Linked DNA regions of Ovis aries: region 2 is linked to region 1. Evidence: chromatin contacts called from public Hi-C data. All regions are on one chromosome and are shown on one strand. The core of a region is the stretch at or near the end of the contact, and the rest is flanking DNA. Distances in the headings are between cores, read along the strand shown.

What was found. Hi-C and Micro-C count contacts between places; a contact is called where the count stands out from the background.
Region 2: a Hi-C map of tail adipose tissue shows a contact between it and region 1, with 2.4 times the contacts expected there. The contact joins the promoter of SLK here to the enhancer-like site in region 1. A contact is called at or near these places in 4 of 16 Hi-C or Micro-C datasets (blood, retroperitoneal adipose tissue and tail adipose tissue).

What each region holds. Positions count from the first base shown.
Region 1 is chr22:24,146,124-24,153,975 of ARS-UI_Ramb_v3.0, forward strand. It overlaps STN1 (STN1 subunit of CST complex), which reads right to left. Exons shown (of 8, transcript XM_060405175.1): 5 at 7,760-7,852; 6 at 6,302-6,473. Among named protein-coding and RNA genes, the nearest start is that of STN1, 22 kb to the right of the region's middle. Within about 2 kb of position 4,263, at least 23 of the 54 cell types and tissues checked have an H3K27ac peak or open chromatin away from gene starts, as enhancers often do. A contact at or near this core is called in tail adipose tissue, where this site is marked.
Region 2 is chr22:24,216,033-24,223,884 of ARS-UI_Ramb_v3.0, forward strand. It overlaps SLK (STE20 like kinase), which reads left to right and starts at 3,127. Exons shown (of 18, transcript XM_004020169.5): 1 at 3,127-3,857. The coding sequence starts at 3,708. It overlaps LOC132658460 (a long non-coding RNA gene), which reads right to left and starts at 3,009. Exons shown (of 2, transcript XR_009598133.1): 1 at 2,536-3,009; 2 at 1-2,391.

The sequences.
Region 1 (7,852 bases), core at 3,013-5,512:
TAGCAGCAGTGTACTTGAGAACAAAGGATGGAAACAACATAAAAGTCCATCAGCGAGAAGTGGTTAAATAATTGATGGCAAGTCCCCATAACACAGACTACCATACAGATGTCAAAAAGAATGAGGCGGACATCCAAGGACTCACGTGGAAAGAGGCCGGTGCCGTGCTGTTCTGGTATCCAAAAACGTACAGACTGTTATTTAGAGCAGTGGTTCTGCACTGTACCAAGGGATACTTGGCAACGTCTGGGGACATTAAGGTTGCCACAACTGGGCGTGCAGCTACTGCTCTCAAGCGGGTGAAGACCAAGGACACTGCCAAACATCCTACAATACAAAGGACAGCCCCCACAACAAAGAGTCAACTGGCCCAAACAACTGAAGTTGAGAAATCCTGATTTAGAGGATGATCACATTTTTTTTTTAATAACAGGGGCATATATTTATAAGTGTGCAGAAGAATGTACTGCCAAAAATGATACCAGAGGAAAGATAAAGGCCAGCTTCCACTCCTTAGGTACCTCCTTAATGACTGACTTTTAAAAACAGCAAACAAGTATTCCTAAGTAATATATATTTGCAAATGGAAGCTAAGGGAAAAGAAGTTACACCGCAAGTCTCTTACATAGAATAGGTTATCAAAACCACCATCTTTCTGGAAAACGAGCCCTTTTTCCTGCAGCAGCTTTACAGCATTCCTAAATATACTGTGAATTGCTCTGGAAGTGGTGTCGTTCTTAAAACCCATCTGTAGGAAGGAAAAAAAAGAAGTTAAGTCCCATCTTATAGCACTTGAGGGCAACTCCCTAGACCAGCTGGTTATAAATTCACCCAACAGGCTTTTTATGGTAGAGTCAGAAAGATTCAGGTATGCAAGGGTCTAGCAGGACAGTATTTAATGAGGGCTGGGAAGTCTGCTCTGGCAGAATCACACTTGATAACTGTTCTACCCCTTAGTTTTTTGTTTAACTTAACTCAATGATAGGAAATGGAAAAATCAAGATGAAAATCTTTTTTTATACAGAACAAAAGATTCTATACACATTGGCTCACTTCTTTGATTAAAACTGTTTTATCAATTTTAATATGGCCAATATTAAATTTTATAACAACTTATTTACAATATTAAAATTTGTAAATAATCCAATTTACATATGGCCACAATTTTAATTTAAAAAGTGAGTCAATATGTATAGAATCTATGGTTCTGCATAAAAAAATGAAAGATTTTCATATATACATATGTGTATATATATTATATAGATATAAGGGAAATCAACCCTGAATATTCATTGGAAGGACTGATGCTGAAGATGAAGTTCCAATACTTTGGCCAACTTATACAAACAGCCGACTCATTGGAAAAGACCCTGATGCTGGCAAAGATAGAGGGCAAGAGTAGAAGGGGACGACAGAGGGTGTGATGGCTGGATGGCATCACGGACTCAATAGACAGGAGTCTGAACAAACTCCAGGAGACGGTTAAGGACAGGGAAGCCTGGTGTGCTGCAGTTCACGGGGTCGCAAAGAGATGGACACAACTTAGTGAATGAACAACAATAATGCCACTTCTTCCTAAGGACATCAAAGAATTTAATACACGTTGAAATAGGTTAGGGATTCCAACACATAGAGAGTATTAAATAGACTCCTTATTTCAAATAGAGGATAGTGAAGGCAAACAGCCGTGCAGAGACCTATCAAAGGGGAGGGGCCATGGGCTGAAGGCAGACAGGGTCCCAGGGGAAGCAAGAGAGGCACGAGGCTAATATTAGGTTGCTCTCTCTTCAACTTCGGTATCCCTTCCCTTCTCTAAGTGTGCCTACAGAGGTTACCAGGTCATCCTACTTCTTATTTCAAGGAAGCCACGTTTTCCACCACATCCCACCATGGTTAATCAGATTGCGGGCTTCTTGAATTGGGGACTCTGTGCTTCATCTCGGCCACCTGCTCCCTGACACACAGTGGGTGACCAAAAAGATGTATGTGCCACCAGTGGAAAGAAATACCCTGTAGAGACAGGAAGTAGCTTTCTAACTATTCCACTAGGGATTTTCAGTTCCTCCCTGAAACAAAGGAAGTGGTGAGTAATACCTGTCCTTCAAGGTACATACCCATTTTTTTTTTTAAGATGTGGCCATTTTTTAAAAGTCTTTATTGAATTTGTTACAATGTTACATTTTTGGCTTTTTGGCCATGAGATATGTGGGATCCTAGCTCCTCGATCAGGGATCAAACCTACACCCGCTACACTGGAAGGCAAAGTCTTAACCACTGGACCACCAGGGAAGCCCCCAGACCCATTTTTAATGTGAGAGAAATCTGTAAACAAAAAAGTTCAGAGAGCCTAAAAAAAGAAAAACATGGCAAAGCGAAGGCAAAGTCCTGCCTCTCTAATGGGACAGCACCCACAGATGCTGAAACAGAAAGTGTACCTCAGATTTTCTATGATGTTCCTTCAAAGTGACAGGTAGAGAAAATGCACCCCAACATGGCCTCCAGTATTGACAATTCCATCCTGAAAGAAACCTTTGCTTCCTAGGAGAGGCCTCCCAGACAACATAGTTTGAATTTAATAGATCTTGGCGACGTTTCAGAAACATGCTCTCCTGGGCTGAAGAGAAGAGTCTAACTTTCTTGATTATATTCAGAGTCGAGGGTTTTTTTCCTCAACAGAACAGGCCTAGGGAACCTCGGCATTAGAACCTGGGTCTGAGAGTTGACAAGCATTTCAGGTAATGACAGCATCCAATTCTCTGAAGGGAGAATAAGGTTGAGAAATACTTGATGACTCCCACAGGCAGAAAAGCTATCTGGGTATGTTTAGAATAAACACCTCATCCAGCCATCCTCGGCCACATGCCTTTTTATTCAGGGGGGAGCTGGGGGAGAGCTTTTTCTAATTTCATACATGAGTGCTCTTACTTAGGAAAAGCAATGATCAACCCAACAAAGGCTCCCCCACCACAACTCTATACAACTACTTTATCTTCATAATTCTAAGGTGATTCATCTTTAATAGAAAGATCCTAAGGGTTGAGTTTATTCTACCTCTTACCAATATAGGAGTAAATTGGAAACTGACTAGAAATGCTTTTACGTGGTTATTCCTGTCATTGAAAATGACTGTTGATTATCCCCAGACCATACAGGAAGCCCGGTTCCTCCTCCCCGAGTTCAGTGAGACGGAGCAGCAGGAAGGGAGGGTGTGAGGCATGGGAGAGTAACAGCAGTTTCAGCTGTGAACCAGAGGGGCCCAGCAGAAAAGGCTCTCTGTAAATATCAACAATGCGTGAAGCTTCCTTTCCAAAAACATTTGCCTCAGCTGACCTTGGGATGTAATTCCCTGCTGGTTGTAAAGACATGGTCCTGAGGATAAAACCCCAGTGGCCCTTGTAGCTAGGAGGTTTCCCTGGCCTGAGAGGTGTATCTGTCTTGTCTTTTCTAAAGAGCAGTGACAGACTCATCCCATTCAGGAAATCGAAACTGCTCAGAAACAAAACCAGTGACTGGCTGAACGGGCTAAGCCTCCGCAGGCCTCTCCTTGTGGCGGGTCAGGAACTGGGTGGATCTCTGAAGTATATATATAGTCTTCATTCCCAAACAAACTCAACATTTATCCAGCTGTCAAAGAAACAATGGTTTTGCAAGTTTGCTTATCATGTTTCTGGATGTGCTAAGATGGGCCACCATGGACAAAAAAAGAAAGGAGGAAAACATTCAAACCCACTCTTCCCACCTTCTCACGTATAACACGATCACAACGATTTTCTGTTGTTGTTAAGCTTTCATCTGTATGACTACAGAAAGTGCCAAAGGATCTAGGGTTTCACCATCATTGTGAAGCGTCTTAGGTCTCCCAGGCTCTAGTGAACAGAATTCAGTGTCACAACACTGACCTCCCCAACCAGAGCCATGTAAGAGAATAATTCATAATTGATGGAAAAAGAGCTTCCAGAGACAAAACAGATATAGCGCCATATTCATTGCTTTTTAAACATACAGCACCGGGCAGGCACGGATTTCTGCTCTGAACATTTACAAAAAGATAATCATGCCAAAAGTCCCCTTTGGAATGTTCTGAATGGAGGGGCTTTCTAGTCCTCAGTTCTCCCTACTGAATTCTCGCAGAAGAGCTGGCTCACAGGAAGAATGTGGTCTTTGCTAAGCTTCAAAGTTTCCTTCTAAACATGCCAAGAGAGTGCTCAGAAGTCCTCGGAGGCCAAGCTGGCACTGAGCCTCTTCTAAATGATTAAGTGGGAGGAAGGTCACTTGTGCTGTCAGTGGACAGCTGGGGAGCTAGCCCTGTGCAGAAGCCACAGCGGTGCAGAACAAAGCGGCCAGCCCTGACCCACCCCACCTCGGTGTTTCCTGAAACGGTATCCCTCACCTCCGTGTATGAAACTGCGGGTCACTGGGCATGCGGCCTGGTGCCAGGAAGAGATAATTAGGTTCACGAACGAAACTGAGAAGCAGTGGTCGCACTCAAGGTGGGGATGGGGACCTGGTATCTGTTCCACCAGAATGCTGTTGTTGTTTAGTCGCTTAGCTGTGTCTGACTCTTTGCGACCCCGTGGACTGCAGCCTGCCAGGCTTCTCTGTCCATGGGATTTCCCAGGCAAGAAGACTGGAGTGGGTTGCCATCTCCTCCTCCAGGAGATCCTCTGGACCCAGGGACTGAACCCACGTCTCCTGCATTGGCAGGCGGATTCTTTACCACTGAGCCACTAGGGAAGCCCTCCGTCGGAATGGTGAAGAATAATCATATTGCCTCGCAAGGGTTACCACGCCAGCCCTGCTGCCAACGACAAAAGACTAGAAAACTCTGAACAGTCCAGGAACGACCAGACCCCTTAAGAAACTACGGTACACATAGTAAAAGATCATTATGGACTGGCAAATATGTTCACATGGTTGGGGAAAGGACCTACAGGACACACACACAATGAAAAGCTACGTAGGTACAGTGTTAAGTAGGATACCATTTGTGTAAAAGAAAGGATACAACTACCTCTAGTTTATGTGTGCAGATTATCGCAGAAGGATATTCATGAGCCTAGCAATGGCACTTGTCTCTAGTGAAAGGGGAGGAGGAGGGAGGATGGGAAAACTAGATACTTTCAGGGACTATTTGAATTTTTATTTTCTATTTTATTTAATTTTTGTTGCTTGTTTCCTTTTATTTTTTGGCTATGCAGCAACGCTTGTGGGATCTTGGCTTCCCAACTAGGGATTGAACCCGGGCACTTGGCAGAAAAAGCTCCGAGTTCTAACCACTGGACTGCCAGGGGATTAACTTCTGAGCTACCTGAATTTTTAAAACCATTCATTCTTTCTATCAACAAATAACTGTGGAGAACATACTTTACACCAGCTCTGTTCCAGGCCCTTTCTAGACAGCAAAGAAAGAGACAAGACAAAGCCTCTGCTCTTAGAGAACTTAAATTCTGGTGGAGGAATAGACAGCCAAACAAATAAATACCAGTGTTATCACGAGATGTGGTAACAGGGTCATAACACGGTGAGGAAGCTGATGACTATTAGAGGAGAAGGTCAGGGAGGGCAAGAAGGTGACATTCAAGCAGAGATCATTCCCGGTGGAACAAACAAATACAAGTCGTGTTACAACAACGAAAAAACTGAGGAACTGTGCTGAAAGGGAAAGCCTAAAAGCAAAGTCTCAGATAATTTTTAATTCCAGGCCAATAAGTAAAGACCAAACAACTTAAGTTCACCCTATAACACTGTGGGTGAAAAAACAGGGATTGCTATTTCTAGGACAAATAAAAAATTATTTGAGTGTTTCTTAAAATTTTTGTTTATAAACCAGACTGAATACAACTTGTTCTTTATTCAAACTCCTAACACAGGACAAGTTAACCTTACTATGGAGAAGAGAGAGCAAGTCATTAAGAACCTTGGTTGAAGTTCAAGAATCATCTTGCTGTTCAAAAAATAATTTTGCAAGAATAATCAGTTCTTCTCATCTATTTCCCCCTTCTTTGGTTCTTGCTGAAATTAAATGTCTATCTCAGTGAATACGAAGTACTATGAACCTTAGACTGTTTTTTTTTTCCTACCCAAAGATTAAGCTTCATGAGATTAAGGAGGGGAAAAGGGCACGTCCATTCTCCTTTCAAATTCTCAGTGGTCAGTGACCTTTCCAGAATAGAATCAACATAACCTCCACACTCTGAGTACACCCTGTGAGTCTTAATGCCACAGTCATGTCTACCCACACTCTCCAACTGCAGATCTGGGGCAGGGGCCTTGATTTCTCACGTGGGCACGCCATACTTACTTGCCCAGAGCAGGCGCTGTGAATCACAGGCTGGTTGGCAAGGGACAGAAGGGACTCCACAGTTTCCAATTCCTGCTGGTAAAAGGTTTGCACTCTGTTCTCCACAAGGAACTCTTTGGCCTTTTCACTCAGCAGACATGTGAGACTGTCAAGGTCCAGGGTGCCAGGATTGCTGCTGGGGGAAAGTTTGAACAAGACTTGCAGAAAACTATTAATATTACGTTTGTTCCTTTTGAACGTGCATGAACCTGAAACGGGATCCCCAAGTGACTCAGTGGTAAAGAATCCACCTGCCAATGCAGGAGATGTGGATTCGATCCCTGGGTTGGGAAGATCCCCTGGAGAAGGAAATGGCAACCCACTCCAGTATTCTTGCCTAGGAAATCCCATGGACAGGGGAGCCTGGCGAGCTACAGTCCAGAGGTTTGCAAAGAGTCGGATGTGACTGAGCGTGCACACACGAATGGCTAGCAAGTGACGTGTCAAAAGGACGTGTGTTTTTCACATAAGGGGCAACGCACGCAGTGAACACTGCATGGTTATTTAAAAGTATGAGGCAGAACTATGGGAACTGATATTTGTGATTTAAGAAAAAAAAAAAATCAAGCTGAAGAACAGTATGTGAAGGACAGTGCCATTTTTGTCAAGAAGCAAATGACAACCCACAACATACGCGGGTGGATACGCATGCTTGTGTGTGCGGAGAACAAACAAGCCTAACAGGATACACGCTGCGACCCTGCACCGTGGTAACCTCTGGGAAATGGCACTGAGGCGGGAGACAGGAAAATGGAGAACTTCCACTGTTTACACAGGTCTCTAGTTTGGGGATTTTTTAAAGTAAGTTTTTGGAATATGTAATCTATAAGTATGTCTATAAGGTTAAAGGATACACGGTAAAGAGTCTCCTTTCCACCCTCCTCCCGGCCCCCATCCACCCACCCCCAGCAGCCACTATGGCTATTTCTGTCTTCTCTGAGTTCTTTGAGGCATAGAGTTACAAACACACATATATTCTGACTCCTCCTGATTATTTGTCCCTCTCTCAAAGAGAATAAACTCCTCTCTGGCTGAGGTATTGTTTCCTTGATCACAGTGAGCCTTGGTGCAGTTTTCTTCAGATTTCTTGGGGTTCATGGACCTTCTTAGATCATCTGTGAGTGTTCAGTTCTTATCAGACTTGGGAAATTTTCATCCGCGAATTTTTCAATTATTTTTTCTCTGCTCCCCCCTCCACTCCTTCAGAGATTCCAATCACACATGTATGTTCCTTCCCAGCACCTCAGAACATCTGCACTGTGACCTCCTTCGTGTTACAGATGAGGACGCGGAGGCATCTGGACAGTGACAGACTTGCCTGGGGCCCCACAGGGAGGGAGTGGCCGGCTCAGGCCCACGCCAGCACCTGGGATCCCACTGGCTGGCTCACACCCACAGCACTTGCAGTCCATGCCTTACCTCAGTGCCTCATCTTCCTGTAGGGCAGGGCTGTGGAAGGGCTGGTCATACACTTTCCTGTAGATGGCAGGCAGCTCCAGCATCCTTGCGATC
Region 2 (7,852 bases), core at 1,877-4,376, 69 kb after region 1:
CGTGGTCACTGTTTAAGCTTAATTTTTAAAGGATTAAAAATTCAAGGGAGCCAAATTATTTTTTACAGATAACACAAACATCTAGATATTACAGGAATCCTAGTCATTACTGGGAAAATTGGAATCTGTTTAAATATCATCTCACTTGGCATTATTAAATAATTTCTGTGGGTGTAGCTCCATGGAAAAGCTATAAAAGCTATTATTAACTCTCCATGATCATTTCACCAAAGTATGTTAGTGAGATTCTTGATCATCTCATTTATACAATAATGACAATGTCATCTGATATTATTCATTGATATGATGAAACAATTTATAAAATATGAGGTAAAAGTGGCCAGTATACATTTGCAAAGGTTACATCACCAAGAATCAGAGAAATGTCAATAAGAGATAATTTTGGACTACCTTGGCAAAGCTTAAAAAGATGGATTGGTGCCATTGAGAGTCTGGTGGAACTGACATTCTCATACATGGATTGTTAGTAGGAACAGAGAGCAGCACTCTACAATCTTTCTGGAGGCCAATTTGGCAACAGGTAAAAGCACTTTAAATTATGTTCTTTGAGTCAGCAGTTCCACTTCTTGAACATTATCTTAAAGAAATATAATCAGACAAATACACAAAGATGCTTGTATATGCATGCTCACTGCAGCGTTGTTTATAATGACAAAAAACTGGAAACCACCTAAATGCCTGCCAGTGGAGAAATGCTTCAATAAATGATGGTAGAGCTATATATACTGGGACTCTATGTCCCTATTAAAAAGGATTAGATATATCTGTTCGTGCTGGCATAGAAAGATGTCCATGATCCATATCAGATGTCATTTTATATTAAAAATCATATGCACAGAAAATAATTTGGTCATACTTTTTTGGTCATATATCTATAACTTTTTAAAAGTGGTTTTGTTTTGGTATAATTCCTTTCTCCAGGGGACCTTCCCAACCCAGGGATCAAACTTAGTTCTCCTGGATTGTAGGCAGATTCTTTACCATCTGAACCACCAGGGAACCCCCAAATTCATCCACTGTAAGTCTACAATCCAAGGATTCTTGGTAAATGCCTGTAGTTTTGCAATCATTACCACAATCCAGTTTTAGAACCTTTTTATTACCACTCAAAGTTCCCTCCTGCTCATAAGGTTTTAACTCTTTACATGGTTAGGTTGGGGGTGAAGTTGGGTAGGGTGAAAGCAAGAGGGAGAATTATAGACAGCTTTAGTTTATCATTTCTGCATCATTTGAATTGTTTTACAAGACTATGCTATCTTTTAATTGAGAAAATGGTAAAGGTTTTTCTATTTTTAAAAGAACAAATAAAGGAAAGATATATCCTTGGACCCAAATCTACTTCTTATAATTTATCCTAAGGAAATAATCAAATATGTGGAAAAGAATCTGTGAACAAAGATATTCATTACTGTTTTATCTGAAACAGAGAAAAGTTATTATGTAATCTATTAAATATCTCATGATGGGAGAAAACATTAATCACTGAAATATGAAGAGCACAAGTTTCAAATCTTTATAGGCAGTATAATATTATCCATGTAAAAAAATTTAATGTACGGCCAGAAAGTTCTGTTTGGAAATATGATGAAGTCTTGCCAATGGTTATCTCTAAATGGTAGAAGTATAACATTTTTTATTTTCTTGTGTATTTCTTCAATTGCCACAATGAGCACATATTATCTTTTCATGTAAGCCACCTACATAAATGATAGCAATTGAAAATAGATTAATTACGGCATTGTTTTCACAGGTGTTTATGCTTGTCAAAACACAAAAGTATATAGTTAAATTTTATTTATTCCTTATAACGACTTATTTTTTAGTTTTAATTTTTATTAAAATATAGTTGATTTACAATGTTATTTTCAGGTGTACAGTGAAGTGATTCAGGTATACGTATATATATTATATATACATGTTCGTTTTTATTCTTTTCCATTATAGGTGATAAGGCTATCAAAAAATACAGAGTCTTGAGAAACAAAATCACCATATCCCTCTTACTAGAAGCCGGGTTTTGTTATGTCACTTTGGGATTGGAAGGCAAAATGATTTGGTAGGGTTACACAGCAATATGTCTTCTGCTCCAGATCACGTACGTTCATTCATTCATTCACTCAAGAGATGGGCTTACCTATCATATGCCAGGAATGTTGGTACAGTAGCTGGATATCGTGATGACTCATCAGCGACCGTCTTGAAAGAGCTCTCTTTCGAGGATGGGAAGGCACCATCTGACAGAGCCTAGCCAGCGCCCACAGTAGGTGGCCTTCCACTAGTGCTGTAGAAGGGGGTAGGAGGCAGGTCAGGAAGTGCAGGCCTTAGCTAGCGGTTCAGATGGAGCCATGAAGGGCGACACCAGGATGACGGCTATGGAAGTGGCCAGAAGAAGACAGATTACCCTCAAAAGAAAGCCCTAGGCATCACTTAAGAAGTGGGCTTAACTTTTACATATTTATGTCTATTTTACTTGCACATTTTTAACAACAGCAGGAATTGAAATTGAGCATTTACCAGCGCAGGCACAGAGCATAGGGATTTTTCCCATTGCCTTTAGTCCTCGCCACAATCCCCAGATCAGGACTTCAAGGACCTTGACTTCATCATGAAGAAACTGAGGCTCGGAGAGGTTACCCGCCCAACGTCAGAGAGCTGATAAATTCTGGATCCAAAGCAAACAGCCATCGCATATTCTTCCCTCCCACTCTATTCTGGGGCTCGTTTGAGAGAGAAAAAGTCCAGATCGGGGCAGCCCAGCTTTCACTCTTTTCACAGATTTTCCCAGATCCAGAATGGAGGCAACATCCGCTAGCACAACTAAGAGGGTCGTGCGCAAAGGGCAACTCCGCCAAAGCCGTGGACTGACAAGGATTTGGGGCTTGGAGGGCAAACCCCGAGGAACCATCAACCCGCTACCCGTTCTATAATCCACATCGCACCGGGAGCAGGGCGCCCGCAAGCCTCTTGGGCAGCCAGCTTGCGGGACTCAACGCGCGTGCGCGGGGCCAGAGGTGCCACCCCCGCGCGAGCGCGCGGAGAGCCGAGCGCGCGGCCGGGGGAGCTGGCGGGCGCGCTGCGGCGTCGGCGTCGGCGCGCGCTCCAGGCAGAGGCTGCGTGGGCTCGGGAGGGAGCGAGGCGGCGGCGGCTGCGCCCCAGAGCCCAGGGGACGCGCGGGCCTCGAGCCGCGGGAGCGGACTGCTGCAGAGGAGACCCGGGGTTTCCGGCCCGGGGCGGGAGAGCTCGGCCAGCCGACTGCTCGCCTCAGAGCCGCCAGCTGCGTCCCTAGCCCGGAGTAGCCGCCGCCCCTGGAGACTCGCTTTGACAAGGGCCTAACCGCCGCGGCCGCTGGCGTCCGGACCGCTCGGACCCGTCGGGCCGGGCCGGGTGGGGACGAGCGTCGGGGCAGGTGCCGCCCCACGAGGGCCGGCCGGGGGCCAGGCGTTTAAGCCGTGCAGCTCGCGGGCCGGGCTCGGCGGAGGGGCCGCCCGCGCAGCGCCCCCACCCCGTGGGCCGGAGGGGGAGTCGCGCCCCGCCTTCCCCCGGGACCGCCTGGCCGGAGCGGCGGGAGCCCGAACTGCCCGCGCCCGCCGCCGCCCGCCGGGCTCGCGCGGGAGACGAGGGAGGAGAAACTTTGCCTCTTATTGTTTTTGATCCTTAAGTGTGAGGAACTCTGTTGGGGAGGAAAAATGTCCTTCTTCAATTTCCGTAAGATCTTCAAGTTGGGGAGCGATAAGAAGAAGAAGCAGTACGAACATGTGAAGAGGGACCTGAACCCGGAGGAGTTTTGGGAAATTATAGGAGAATTGGGCGACGGAGCCTTTGGCAAAGTGTACAAGGTAAGAGGGAGAAAAGGGAAGTTACACTTGAGAGATCAAACAGCCAGCGGCCGGGAGTGGCACGAGGATTTCTTGCTCTCGCGTCCCGTTCCTGTCTTTGGGACCTTCTTTTGACTTCGTAAACGTACGTTGAAACTTTATTTAGGTTACCATCCGAGGAGTAGCTAAGACGTAGGGTTTAAGGTTGAACCAAATAGGGCCTGGATGTAGTTTAAAGAATGGTTGCCAAAGGGAGACAAGAGATGCAGTCTACTCTGTTCATCGTTAAAGGAAATGAGGGTGTTCTTTCATTAAAAGGAGGGGTCTGGTTTGGCCCTGAAATGTTTTCATATCAGAAACTCATATTTTAAAGTGGATTTCTATTTTTCTGTTAAGCTGTTTGCATTCATTTAAAGTGGATTTCTATTTTTCTTTAAAGCTGTTTGCATTCATATATATGCTTATACTAAAATAGTTTCCTTTTGGGGTCCAGGGTATGTATTTGGTTGTATGTATAGGTTATGCATAACCAGTCTCTTGGGATGAGAGCAAAGCCATTGCTACTTGCAGACTATTCTTGAGTTGGTTGATAGAAAATTTCCAGAAGGAAACCTGCATCTGATACTAGTTTCTAAATATAATAAGCATTGACTAGAAATCCATTCCAGGGCCTAAGAAATGAAAAAACACATACCCCCCGATATATATACACAAATATTTTTTATACCCAGATATTCGTTTCAGTAGAAGGAAGTTTGCTGTTTCAGTCTGAGGGCATTTGTGTTAAATGTTTACTATCCTGTAAGGAGTATATGAATGATGTCATTGGAATATTTTCATCCGAAGGGTGAGGTTTTCATGAGACAGTTTTTAAGGGGAAGGACCCACAGGGTTGCCTAGATGTGAAATATAAATAACTTATGTTTAGCTTACTCGTAATTTGGCCCCCACAAAAGTCCTGGGAGACATGCAGGTCACTAGTATCTCCATTTCATAGATGAGGATGCTGAGACACAGAAATTGTTCACATTCACACCAGTCACGGCCTAGATTTGAACTCAACCCTTCTGACCCTGTGTTTATGATTACTGCTTTTTTTTTTTTTTTTTTTTTTTTAGCTTAAACCTCTGGTGGTAGAAGTGATAGCATTTTTCCTTCTTTCTAAGCACCATCCCACCCTGCCTTTGCACTGGCTCTGACACATCTCAAAGCCCGCCTGCTTAGTCTGAAATATCTTCTCTTTTCTGTGTGCTTTCAAAACACATTGTTCATATTGCTCCTATGGCACCTGACACATGTTAATGTGTTTATGTTATTATGATAAGACCAGGGGCCCAATTATGGTATACATTCGGGTTACTTCTATTGCCTTAGCACATAGTGCATTTCTCTTTATATTTGTTGAAGTGAAAGAATGTGTGTTACCTGCTTGTGAGTGCTGTTGATGCTCTTGTGTGCTGTGAAAGTTGACAGAGTAAACTTCAGTACCTATTGTGGAGGGTATGGATTTCAACAGGAGCTTTCAGTATAGATGTGTGGTAGACGGGCTTTTAGTGCAATGGGAAGATGCTTCTGGGAGTTAAGAATTGTGTTTTATTGCTGATTGTCACAGACGAGCTTTGAGGTCTTAGACAGGACACTTAATGTCTCTGGACCTCCTTTTTCCTACCTGGAAAATCATCGATTTCCCTAAATGTTTAGATTCCTTTACTCATTAATGTTGTGTCAATATACAGCTATCTAGGAAAGGCGTAATAGATCCTCAAGGCATCTGGGATCTGGAAGTTAGAAGGCAGTAGGTGATTATGGGCAGTTTTCATGGTATGAATGTTTTATTGAATAGAAACAGTGTAGCATTAAGATACTGGCTCTGGAGTTGGACTGTATCTTGGCTCCCTCAATAGCAACCTCTTGCGTTGGGTAAGTTACTTAATCATTCCATGTCTCGTTTTTCTCATCAGTAAAACCTACTCCTCAGTATGTGAGAATTAAAGGAAATAATAAATGTAAGGCACGAAAAAGGGCTCAGGAAATGGCAGAAAATTACTGTCGTTCTATTTAGAGCTTGAAAACGAAATATGGGATGGGGCAGGAAAAGGGACCTAGGAAAATAGTAAAACCATTTTCTGGCCCAGGCAGATTGTGTTGACATGCTAATACTCTGTGATTTAATTCTTTCATGACATTGCAAAGTGAATATGTCTTCCTATTGTGAGATACCTATTGAAAATTTTCTGAAAAATAAAAGCCTTACTCCATGTGGTTTAACACTGTAAGACTGTGTCAAGGATAATTTTTGTGGGCTTGGTATGTATTTTAGTGTGATATTTGAAGAATGGGAGTTCTTTGCATCTTCTCTTTTTGTCTCACTATTTTATGCTTCCAAGGAGTAAGCTGTGAACTTTTTAAAACAGAAAATTTAAAATTTAAACTTATCTCACCTGTTATGTCTTTTTCCTAACCTCTTTTCCTGTCCAAGATTCCCTAGAAAATTTAAATTTATAAACTTCCTTCCGTGTAGGAGGAAAAGCAATCAAACCGTACAATAGTATGTATAGTGTGCAATAGAAAGCTGTTTCTGAAGTTGATTCCAACTATCATATGCTTATAACTGTTTACAAAGGTTAATTTCTAAATAGGCAATTGTCTTGTATATGTAGTTTCTTTGAAACATTTTTTTCATCATGTAGTTGTATTCTTTCCACTTAGTCCTGCACCACATAGCTCTGTGACAGTTACTTTCTTGCTTGAAAGAGCTTCCTGATTTTAAATTTATTTTCTCTTTTTTTAATAGTATTATTTGACATATAAGTGAAGATATGTAATATCCCTCACTTTTTTTTTATGTTTGGATTTCTGTTGCTTTTAACAGAAAAAAAGGAATGCCATACTTGTTGAATTGAAGCTGGGTTACTGACTTGCGCTGGATGAAAAGTGATTCATTTTATGACCCTGATGGGCATGCGCCTTTTTAAAAAATAGTGAAACATATAATCATTAGATTGAAAAGTACAACACATAGATGTACATTGAGCAAAGAGTAATAAAGTGAACTCAATATTAACAACATCAGAGTAAACGAATTCTGCCAGTATTCTAGAATCCTTTTCACCTCCTTTCTGAATTGATTCTGCTCTCCCACTAAAGGAAACCACTATCCTGCCTGTAAGTTAGTCATTTCTTCGTTTTCCTCATAGTTTACTATCCAGCAGTGTATAACCAAGCATCATACCTTTAGTTTCGTGTGTACCGAGTGTACTTTGTGTCTTACCTCTTTCAGAATCAGCTTTAGGTTTGTGAGATTTGTCTTTGTTATCACTAGAGTTGCAGTTAATTTTAATTGTTCCATAGAATTCCAATATATGATTACATCACCAGTTATTTACCGTTGTCCTGTTGGATATATCAGTTGTTTTCAGTTTTGGGCTTTTATACTGGTGTATGTATGCATGAATTTCACTAAGACTTAACTTAGAAGTAGAATTGCTAGGCTATAGGGTAGTGTATCTTTAATTTTACTAGACTATACCAGTTTACACTCCCACCAGCATCCTATGAGAATTGTCCTGACTCTGCATTCTCTCCACCATTTGATATTGTTGGAATTTTTAAGTTTTGACAGTCTGATGTTTTATTTTTTGTGTGGTTTTAATTCATCTTTTCTCTGACTACTAATAAGCGTTTCTTTTCGTAGGATTGTTAGTAACTTGGATTTCTTCTTTTGTGCTTAGTGTCTTGTTCATGTTCCTCTTGGATGTCTTTTTCTTGTTTATTTGTTGTGTGTTCTGGATTTTAACCATTTGCTGTTTATGGCTATTGCAAATACATTCTTCTGTGCCCATCTTTTCATTTTCTTTATGGTGTCTTTTTATGAACAAGAAATTCTTGATTTTAACATACTTCATTTTGTCTGTTTTTTTTTTTCTTTTTCAGTTAATGATTTCTGTATTGTATTTGAGAAATTCTTTCCTGGGGCACCCTTGCAGTTGTTGGGTGAGATGCTGCCTGATCATGAA